Linked DNA regions of Hordeum vulgare: region 2 is linked to region 1. Evidence: chromatin contacts called from public Hi-C data. All regions are on one chromosome and are shown on one strand. The core of a region is the stretch at or near the end of the contact, and the rest is flanking DNA. Distances in the headings are between cores, read along the strand shown.

Evidence for each region. A called contact is a pair of places that touch in the nucleus more often than the background predicts.
Region 2: a contact with region 1 is called in a Hi-C map of seedling, with 2.6 times the contacts expected there. The contact joins the enhancer-like site here to the promoter of LOC123402653 in region 1. A contact is called at or near these places in 2 of 6 Hi-C or Micro-C datasets (leaf and seedling).

Annotation. Positions count from the first base shown.
Region 1 is chr6H:34,567,733-34,573,438 of MorexV3_pseudomolecules_assembly, forward strand. LOC123402653 (pentatricopeptide repeat-containing protein At4g02750-like) reads left to right here and starts at 3,249. Exons shown (of 9, transcript XM_045096584.1): 1 at 3,249-3,623; 2 at 3,715-3,891; 3 at 5,350-5,397; 4 at 5,496-5,535; 5 at 5,620-5,706. The coding sequence starts at 3,552.
Region 2 is chr6H:34,694,311-34,700,016 of MorexV3_pseudomolecules_assembly, forward strand. No RefSeq gene overlaps it. Among protein-coding and RNA genes, the nearest start is that of LOC123402384, 12 kb to the left of the region's middle. Within about 2 kb of position 2,376, at least 3 of the 3 cell types and tissues checked have open chromatin away from gene starts, as enhancers often do. A contact at or near this core is called in leaf and seedling, where this site is marked.

The DNA.
Region 1 (5,706 bases), core at 1,999-4,498:
AGAAAAAATCCTCGTTGATTTTTACGGCGTTTGGAGTTGCGCAGAATATGTATCTCAACTTTGCTCCACTTTCAGGCAAGAATTTCAGTTGCCGGTATTCTCCCTCTTCATGTAAACCTTGCAAAATAAGAGAGAAAAGATATAAGAATTGTACCGTGAAGTGAAATAACAGCCAAAGAAGCGATAAATATCAACATGAAAACATGATGCAAAATGGACGTATCACACGCCGCTTGCATCACCTCTTGCCGGCGGCCGCTGTAATGCCTCGTCGAGATCCTCATCGGAGGCCGTCACACGCGTCATTTAATGGCGGGTCATAAATTATCATCTAGCTTATTTACTAAAAATATAATAACAAAAAAATTAAAAGAAGAAGTGTATGGGAGTGACAAAAGTTTCTCTCAGGGCATGTACAATGGTGCTATCTTAGGAGTGCCACATAGGATAAATGATGAGGTGAAGGAGAGCGAACTCGAGAAAAATGCTTTGCCTTCTCTTATTTAAGAGAAGACAAGATGTGATCTCTTAGTACAATATGTCTCACAATGTTTTTAAGAATAACTAATTATAGAAGATAAGGCTAAGAGATGATCCATTGTAGACTTATTTTTTTGTCATCTCTAAATTACTCCCTCCGTTCCTAAATATAAGTCTTTTTAGAGATTCAACTAATGAACTACATACGGATGTATATAGACATACTTTAGAGTATAGATTCATTCATTTTGCTTCGTATGTAGACACCTAGTGAAATATCTTAAAAGACTTATATTTAGGTACGGAGAGAGTACATGCAAGATTTAAAATAAAAGTATCTTATCAACCATTGTACATGCCCTCACACAGCTTGTCTCCCTATGCATTGGGTGTCGGCCTTCCTTCCGCACGAATAACCTCGTGAACGGACGGCTGATGGTTCGCCGCTACGTACCACTTCCCTTAGAAACGTTTATGCGCTCTCCTCCCTCTAATCGCCTCTGAACATGATAAGAACTTTCCAGAACCTTCTGCAGCCACACCGCGGACCCCACAGGGCCTGTCCTCCCCTCCGCCTCTTCCGCGGCCGCGCCCTGGCCCCGCCGTCGCCCTCCGGAGGCGACATCTTCCAATGGAACTCCGCCATCAGCGCCCACCTCCGCGCCGGCAGGGTGGCCGCCGCGCGCCGTCTGTTCGACGAAATGCCGGAGCGGAACGTGTTCACGTGGAACTGCATGATCTCCGGCTTCGTTCAGAACCGGATGCTCGCGGACGCGCGCAGGGCGTTCGACGCGATGCCCGCGAGGAACCCGGTCTCTTGGGCGGCGCTCCTGACGGGCTACGCGCGGTGCGGGAGGGTCGCCGAGGCCAGGGAGCTCTTCGACCGGATGCCGGACCGGAACGTGGTCTCCTGGAACGCGATGATGTCGGGCTACGCGCGCAACGGGATGGTCGAGCGGGCGCGCGAGCTGTTCGACGCGATGCCAGCGAGGGACGACGTCTCGTGGCTGACCATGATCTCCGGTTACGTCAGGAGGCGGCGTGTCCGCGAGGCGAGGGAGCTCTTTGACACCGCGCCTTCCCCGTCGACGTCTGTCTGCAACGCGTTGCTGTCGGGTTACGTCGCGCTTGGTTGCTTGAAGGATGCCGAGGAGCTGTTTGGCCGGATGCAGAGACGGGACCCTGTCTCGTGGAATGTTATGATCACAGGCTATGCGCGGGCTGGGAGGATGCAGGTTGCGCAGAGGCTGTTTGATGAGATGCCCCAGAAGGACACTGTATCTCGGACAGCCATTATGCGTGGGTACTTGCAGAATGGCGATGTTGATGCTTCATGGAAGGTGTTCCAGGAAATGCCGGATCGCGATGCTGTTGCTTGGAACACAATGATCGGTGGTTTCGTGCAGAGTGAGAGGATGGATGATGCTTTGGGATTGTTCGCTGAGATGCCAGATAGGGATCTCGTATCTTGGAACACGATCTTGCAAGGCTATGTTCAACAAGGGGACATGGCTAGTGCAAATACCTGGTTTAGAAGAATGCCACAGAAAGATGAGACCTCGTGGAACACACTGATCTCTGGGTACAAAGATGAAGGAGCACTAGCTTTGCTGTCAGAAATGGTCAGAGGAGGACTCAGACCGGACCAAGCCACTTTGAGCGTTGTTATTTCTATCTGCGCCTCTCTTGTTGCACTTGGATGTGGAAAAATGGTGCATCTCTGTGCAGTCAAAACTGGCTTTGAGCGCGACGCTTTGGTCATGAGCTCATTGATATCTATGTACTCGAAGTGTGGTCTAATTTCTGAAGCTTCCCAAGTTTTCGAGCTGATGTTGCAGCGAGATACAGTGACATGGAATGCCATGATTGCGACATATGCTTATCATGGTATGGCTGCTGAAGCTCTGAAGCTCTTTGACAAGATGACTGAAGATGGGTTTCGTCCAGACCATGCAACATTTCTTAGTGTATTGTCTTCTTGTGCACACAAAGGCTATTTATATGAAGGTTGCCGCTATTTTAGAAGTATGCAAGAGGATTGGAACTTGGTTCCAAGATCTGATCACTACTCCTGTATGGTTGATCTCCTAGGAAGATCTGGTTTTGTACACCAAGCTTATGCATTCACAAGAAAAATCCCATCTGACCTTCAAGTAAATGCATGGGAGACACTGTTTAGCGCATGTAATGCTCATGGAGATGTTCAGCTTGGAGAAGTCATTGCAAAGAATGTTCTTCAGGCGCAACCTTCTGATGGAGGAATGTATACACTCTTGTCAAACTTATATGCTGCAAAAGAGATGTGGAGAAGTGCTGCCAATGTTAGAGGATTCATGAAAGAGCAGGGCTTAAAGAAGGAGACAGGGTGTAGTTGGGTTGAGCTGAAGGGGGAGGTTGTTTCCTTCTCATCCAATGACAACACACATCCTTTGATTGATCAGACATGCCAGGAGGTCGATAACCTTTCTGTCATGATAGAAGGGGCGACATGATAAGGTTATGAAAAATGGAACTCTGGCAGTCTGTGAGATCAGTTGATGGCCCTGATGGCTCCAAAGTCCAAAATTTGTCCTTTTTGTCAGGGGCCGGGGTACACCCAAATGAGAAGTTCTTGAAAGGATAGTGAGGTGTTGGAGCCTGTTCAATTCTTTAGTGATGACCCCTTACAAGATCGTAATCAAGAAGTTAAAAACAAGACAGTGAGGTACTGGAGCCATCAACTCTGCATTAGTGGTATCCTTTAAATTTCATTCAGACATCCATTTCTCAGCCAAGAGTCAGAGTTTCTCAGCAAGGCTACATTGGCCCACTATCAATATTTTAGGATAAACCAGATAAGAAAAGTCTATGAATTATCTTGTCAACCAATAGCAGCATATATATACACTAGATGTCGCTGTCATGACAGGCAAGATATTTTTCTCATCACAGCAATTGGAGACCACACAGTAATGCCTTGCCAAACAGACTGGTACTTTCGATAGCAATTTCCCTCCACTACCACACACTGATACTCTCTCCCTCTCCCCCTACCCCTCTGGCCCTCTGTCTGAACCACCCACCCCGCTTCAATGGCCATGGCAACCAATTATTCAATCTCCAACGCACCGTTTACCTTCAAACCATCTGCCCCACATAAACAAGTACACTATCCCAAACAAGCTATCTATTTCATCTGTTTCTTTCCCTTTAAATTTGAGCTTTCTGTTCATGCATTTTGTTTATTTTGTGAAGGTTCCAAATTGGAGATTTCCTACAATTAACAGTGGCGATGGTGGTGGGAGCATTTTCGCTATATCAAGGAGGAATTTAAGAACTTGGTTCAATGTCTGCGCTGTCACTGGGGACCAGAGCACCCGCGACGTCTTCAGTGCAGATTTCCCAAGCGATTACACAGAACTCATAGTGCAGGTAATTCCGGTGAAAACTTGTTTATTGACAACTGGATTCCTACAATGTTCTGGGGCCTTTGGTGCGGTGCCAGTTTTACACATCTATATTAGTCGCTTTGCTTTAATATATGGGCCCTGCATCTCATTGTGTGCAGCTGTACTTGAGATGAACTCACACCTCAAATGGCCAAATGTCGTCTGTCAGGCAGTTGTGAAATATCTGTATACTAGCTATGTCATTTTTTTTCTGAGACATTTTATTGTAAAATATTTCCGGTGGCCTACTTTACTTATTGAACTTACCTAGATAAGCAGTGCAAGGGTTTATGCATTGTCAGTTTGTCACGCATGTTACATATTCAATTGGGCTACCTTCACAGTTAGGTGGGAAATCAAACATTCCACACAGTATTTATTAGATCTGTCTCATAGTGCTGCAAAGTTATTGTTGCGGACAGTTGTCAGGCAGATTGTCACTCGACACAGTCCTAATCCCTCTGGTGCTGGTATTTGGAGTTTCAGCTGGGAGCCTCTTTCTGGGCAACAAAGATCTACAACCTTTCCTTCAGCTTCATCTAAGACCTTATGCACTCCAACTGGATATGGAATTCCAAATCCCCTCTGAAGTCATGGCTTTCTTCTGTCTTCTTCTCAATGATCGCCTCAACACCAAGGATATTCTGAGGAAGGAATTTACACTTAGATGATGTTGTCAGCTGCATTCTTCGCATTGAAGGGCTCCTTGAGAACAGGGATCATCTGCTCTGAACCTGCAGCTTCATCAAGGATAGTTGGGAAACTCTTAACCTCTTCCCTTGTTGTGATGTGATGGGATGGAAAACCTGTTATCCTCTGCCAAAGCCTCTTTAAACCTTTCTTGATGGAGGCCTTGTTGCTGCCTGGAACATGGAAACAGAACAATTTTCAAGATTTTTGAAAATGTCAATCCTAGCCTAGGCTCCTGGTCCTTCCTTTTTAAGAAGAACCTCCTCTTTATTGCAGAATGAAGGAGATTGATAGACCATATCTTAGCACTTGGCTGGATAGCCAGGGCTGAGTTTCTTTGCTCTTCTCTTTGTACTTTCACCTCACCCCCTTCTTTGTAAATGTCGTCTTTTCATACATTTTACTGTCGGGGCCTGCTCAACAGTTTGAGTTAAAAAAATTGAGTAACAGATATGAATGGTTGTGTGGAGTTTCATGCCCAGCAACTTGACACCATACTGTATCTGGATACTATAGACTAGATAGAATCCGTGAACATTCTAAATTGGTGGTACAGTTTGAGCTAACCTTGCTGGTAGCATCTTCTCTCACATGCTTATGCGGCAGAGAGGGCGATCATATCAAGTTCTTACTTTGATGATGAACAATGCAAGTAGTGCATTCACGGTAGCTTGTATGACGGTGTTTCTTCTGAAAGAAGATGCATGAATGATGTTACGACTAATGGGCTATACCTGTAGTGATTTCTCAGGCTAAAGAAGCTACAGAATCAGCTTTTAAGGATGGAAAACAGCTATTGGTGAGTGACTGGACCGTCATTCTTATCACATACTTGGTTTTACTTTTTTCTTTTCTTTTCTTTTTTGCCAGTGATTTTGTATGTATCATATAATACAGGAAATAGAGTTTCCTACAGCAGGACTACAATCTGTACCAGGTTCCACATAGATGAGCTTTCTGTATACTTAACTTACTATAAGTTATTTGTAAGGCGAAAAAGCTCCAATTCTTTTCTGTTCAGGCGATGGCGAAGGTGGAATCGAGATGACAGGAAGCATGCTTCTCATTAGAGAATTTTGCGATCGCTTTGTACCTGCAGAGAAAGTTA
Region 2 (5,706 bases), core at 1,126-3,625, 130 kb after region 1:
GTCGATATTTTTTGCTCTGGATTTGATCAAAGTTATGAAAATTGGACTTTCCAAAAAACGAACACCCCTTGTATTTTGGGATTGGTGGAATATTTTGTTTGGCGGGTGGGGGAGATGATGGAGTATGTTTAATTTTTATTTATAATGCAGTGATTTGGTGAGCCTATCATGGTGTTATTTTGTGTTATCCGCTACCAAGCTGTATTTATGTGGGAATTTTTTGTGCGTGTGTTGCTGCATGTACTAGATAGGTGCTATAATATGGCATGATGATACTTCTTTGTTCTAGGTAGGATGAGGGTACAGGGGGTTGACATGTTTTTATATGCCTATTGCTACTGATTGATTTGTAAAATCGTTGGTCCAATCGAAATCATAAACCAAATTTAAAACTAAATATCTTAGTTGAATGAATGAGTTTCAAAATTAGGAAACACAATTAATTTAAAAAATTGAGTGGAGCTTGTGAAGAAATTATTGACCGGTCGATATCGAGTGGTCCAATTCTAAATTGAAGACCTTAATTAATTGTGAAGTCTTTAATAATAAAAAGCATAGTGTATGACATAAAATAATTGAGTGAGAGAGCTTTCATAATTTATTGACCCGATAAAAACCGATGACTCAATTTTAATTGAAGACCCCTATTGAATGTAGGCACAAACTCTTTATATATAAGAAACATAGTGTCATGGAGAATATACGCAGATATTAGCATGAATGCAAGTAATTCACTACCACTACATGTACCGGAGGCATGAGCTGCACGATGCAGTTTTTCTGAAAAGAGAGTGCAAGCTTCCGGCCTCTTCATCGATTGATGCCCACTATATTTCTTACCTTTTTAGAGTCCAACATGGCAAAAGGGAGTACAAGAAGAGCAAGGCCATAATAATAATTAACAAGGCCGAGACAACCAGAAATACTTAGAGCAACTCTAGCAGACTCTGTATAATCACAACCTGCAAACGCGTTTTGCAGTTCGACGAAGTGGGGCTTTGCACGACGAAAAGTTGCGCTGTAGAATAGAACCCGCATAATAAAACTGCATAATTTAAAAAATAAACATTTGCGGGCAAAATTGGAACCATAGTTATGATCATACAACACTACATTCAACTAGAGGGGGGCATCATCTACTGGAGCTCATCGGAGCTCACCAGAGCTACTACCTATCCTACCGCACTACGCAAAATGGAGCTCACCGGAGTCGAGCTCGTGCAGTAGTAGATATCCTACATTTAGACTTCGTCATCGTCGTCCTCGTCGGAGGAGAGCTCGACGTAAATGCGCTTCTACGCAATCGCTTCGCGACGCCACTCCTCCACCTTGTGGCCGAAGGCGATGGCCGACGCGACACCTTGCTCGTAGAGCACGGTGTCGATCTCCTCCTCCCTCCGGCGGCGCTGCTGGTCCTCTTCCACCTCCTGTGCATTCCGCGCCAGCAACACGGGCAGGAGGCTATCCGCCTCCACCGGAGGGAGGAAATCCTCCGGTCCGACGACGGCCCCAGCACGTCGCTCCGGCACCACCTCGGCCTCCGGCTCCATCTTCACCGGTGGGAGGGAGGAGGACGAGCGCGAGCTCGACGCCTCGAATGAGTTGCTGCCGGAGAAGAGACGGCCGCGCGCGCGGTCGTACTCCTCTGTCTCGCGATGGAGGAGCGACGACAGCAGTGTCAGGCCCCACCGCGTGTACCGGCGGACGGCACGCTTACGGGCGGCGTCGGATCTGATGCGACGAGCCCTCTCGGGGTCGTCGTTCCTACGGCTACCGGAGCTGGCCATCAAGGACGCTGGATTGGAGCGGCTACGCGGCGGAATGGAAGCGCGTGGCGGCGGATTGGAGGCGCCAGCGGTGAGGTGGGGGGGGGCTTTTCTTCGCGGCGGAGGGATAGGGTTTCGACCAGCATCCAACGGTCGAACCCGCAGTTATGCCGGTCGAGCGGTCGCGTTTACGGGCCACCGCAAAAAATTTCCTGATCGGATCGCGTTTGCAGTATCAGCTCTGAAAGGAAAAAGAGCCCAAACCCGTAGTCGCCGGATTTTTTACGGACCGATCATTTTGCGGGGTCTACTAGAGTTGCTCTTAGGAATAAGGAGTTCAAAAGCGGTGAGTTCAACTCCACCGACTTCTACAAGCACACCCGTAAGAACCATTCCACCACCGCGTTGTGGATTTAAACTGGCAGCGCACCATCGTGATCTCTTGAAGAGGTAACTCTCTTGTCATCGACTACACAAAAAATATCATATTTTGGAGGTGTTTTGCCCCTTCATTTAATTTCAAAATAGAGAGGCAGGTCCAGGGCCGGATCCAGCCCAGCGGGCCGCCTGGGCCCCTTTTGTATACTGCATCAATTGCTACAGTATAATGCTACATTATATAAAGGAGTTGGGCTTCATGCCACGACCCCGGACCTCCGTGGCCTCGGGCTTAGATCCATCACTCGGCAGGTCCATTGTGCACTTAAGCTCACTACGAGGTTCAGCCTACTCAACCTTTCTTCTGCCCCTCTCTCTCTTTCTCTCATGGTCTCGAAATAGGCTGTCGTCCTGCTTCATAAATGAAACACCGAACTAAAGTTCATGGTTGAACGATACAATATGATGGGGGATCTCTTACATGGCAAATCAAAAGATAAAACATGAACCTAGAACAAGCCTAACACTTTGTCGAGGACCAAACAAAGACCCCTGAGCTCAATGACAACGTCCCCAAGAGAATGACAGCGCCAAGCATCACCGCTGCCGAGTCTGGCAACAGAAAAATATTTTCACCGGGAGACGACACTGTATTCAAGAAGCAAGCGGCACCCACGGGTGTCACCGTCGCCGGCATGAGAAGCACAGATCTTTCACTCGGACACTCGTGTGTGCCACCAAGAGGAGCCCCGACCACCACCCCAACGAGGTCCAAATTGTCCACCACAGATTTGGGCCCTGCCAGAGCAGGCCTGCGCCTCTCATCACTACATCCCTAGTCGTCCACACGACCAAATGACGAAGCCAGCGCCGTCACCATACTGCGTGCCGAAAAGCCAACTATGGAGCCCGCCGTCCGGGACTGCCGTCCTCGCATCCATGCCCCTGGGTAACACCGACCATCCACGTCACGACCACTGAACCTCAGTTGTAAGAGTGAAAGGGACCAACTTTCACTCTCAGCCCGACATCAGCCACTGGGTTTGGGTCAACACCACCATAGTAGGACGCCGGTGCATGTGTCCCTAGCCGGTCCTGGTGGATCAGAGGAGATACAACCGAGTGCCTATCGTTGGCCGCTGCCTCCATGTTCATGGTCACCGGTGTCGATCCGTACGATGACACAACAATGCCCAAAGAACAACCCTCGGACCGATGCCACAACAAGCACCAAGCAGGAAGGGCACAACGCGAAGGCATCCAACACACACCAAGTCAATCCCTTGTAGGTGAGCACCACCGGGCATCGTCCACCACCACAGCCGCGGTAACGTACCTAAGCCACTCCTCGGGCCACCGGCCGCCAGATGTCATGCCTTCCAACAGACCTGACCCGCGCTCGCCACCTAAGGCTGCATAGAGGACCAGCCGATCCGCTCAAGACACCCGCGTAGCCTCCCAGAGTAGCCCCCATGAAAACCAGCGTCCAGGAGGCATGCCACCGCCGGGGACCATCAGATCCGCGCTGCCGGCCAACCCCCAAGGCCAGATCCGGTCAGGCATCCGTCCGCATGCCACCTCCCGAGATGGGAGCTCCGCAGCTGATGCGCCGCATGCGGGATGCAGGACGCCGACGCGCCACCACCAACGAGCCACTCCACCGCGTCATGCATCCGCCATCGCGTTGCTGGGCCCCACGACTACCCAGCGCCGCCACCAGAGGGCGCCGCCCCGCGAAGGCCTCCCACGAGCAGAGGAGGGGGAAGGGCCCACCGACATCGCGCTAATCGACTTAGCCCGTCAGCGCTTGTCGGTGGCAGTGGGGAGGAGGGGATGGAGGCGGGGCCGATGGGCTTGGCGGCTAGGGTTCCCCTCCGGCGTGCGCGGGCGCATCGCGGAGGTTTGCCCCCTCTCTCATGGTGTGGAACTTATCGAGTGGTGAAGTTAGGAATCTACTATTTGATGCGTTGTCGGGCAAACGCAGAGGCGAGAGGAGGCGAGGGATTTGAATGGGCTGGCCCATTAGCGCCTTTCACTAATCCCGGTTTTGGGAGATTCTCGGCCAGTTTTTTCCGGTTCTAGGAAAATTCTAGAAGGTTCCCTTGACCGGTTTTTCTTTGTTTTCTTTTTGTTTATTCTTTTCTGTTTCTGTTTCAAAAAAATGTTCTGGAATTGTTTTTTCTTCAAATACAAAAGATGTTTTTATTTTTTATTTTTTCTAAATTTCAAATACTTTTCTTTTTTCGAAAACATTCATAACTTGAAAAAATGTTTGGGATTCTCAAAAACTCTTCGAGCTTCTGAATTTGTTCAGGATATATCAAAATTATTCTCGGTTTCAAAATTTGTTGTCAAGATTTAAAAAATGTTCGTGCTTTAAAAAATTGTTCGTGCTTCCAAATTTGTTCGGAGGTTTTCAAAATTGTTCTCCATTTCAAAATTTTCTTCTCAAGATTCAGAAAATGTCCGTGCTTTAAAAAATTGTTGGCGCGTCCAAATTTGTTCAGGATTTTTTCAAATTGTTATCGGTTTCAGAATGTGTTCTCAAGATTCAAAAATGTTCGTGCTTTAAAAGATTACTCGCGCTTCCAAATCTGTTCGGTGTTTTTCAAATTTTTTGTACTTCAAAAATTATGTTCTCAAGATTCAAAAAATGTTCATTCTTTAAAAAATAGTTTGCGCTTCCAGATTTGTTTAGGATTTTTCGAAAATTTTATCGGTTTCAAAATTTGTTCTCAAGGTTCAAAAAATGTTCGTGCTTACAAAATTTGTTCGCGCTTTCAAATTTGACGGGGTTTTTCAAAATCGTTCTCCATTTCATAATTTTGTTCTTAAGATTCAAAAAAATATTCGAGCTTTATAAAATTATTCGCGCGCTTCCAAATTTGTACAGGATTTTGTAAAATTCTTCTAGGTTTCTAAATTTGTTCTCAAGATTCAAAAAGTGTTCAGTCTTTAAAAATTTGTTCACGCTTTCAATTTTTTTCTCTGTTTTAAAAAATGTTCAAAATTGGTCGCGCTTACAAATTTGTTCGAGTTTTTTACAAATTATTCCCCGTTTCAAAATTTTGTTCTCAAGATTCAAAAAATGTTCGTGCTTGCAAATTTGTTCAAGATTTTTCAAAACTATTCTCGGTTTCAAAATTTGTTCTCAAGATTCATAAAATGGTCGTGTTTGAAAAAATTATTCGCGCTTTAAATTTGTTCGGGTTTTTCAAAATTGTTCTTTGTTTCATAATTTTGTTCTCAAGGTTCGTGCTTTAAACAATTGTCCGCATTTCCAAATTTGTTTTGGGTTTTTCAAATTTTTCTCTGTTTTAAAAGTAATTCATGTTTTCAAAAAGTCATTGGAAAATTCAACATTTGTTCATTTTCATAAAAAAGGAAAAATAAAAAAGAAAGAAAACACGAACCAAAAAAGAAAGAAAGAAAGAAAGAAAATAAGCAGAAACGGAAAAAAGAAACAGGAAAAAAATGGATCGACCGAGTCGGGCGATCACCCTGTGCGGCCGAGCAACTCCCTGCGGCAGAATGCGGCAGGCATGACCTCCCGAGAAGTTAT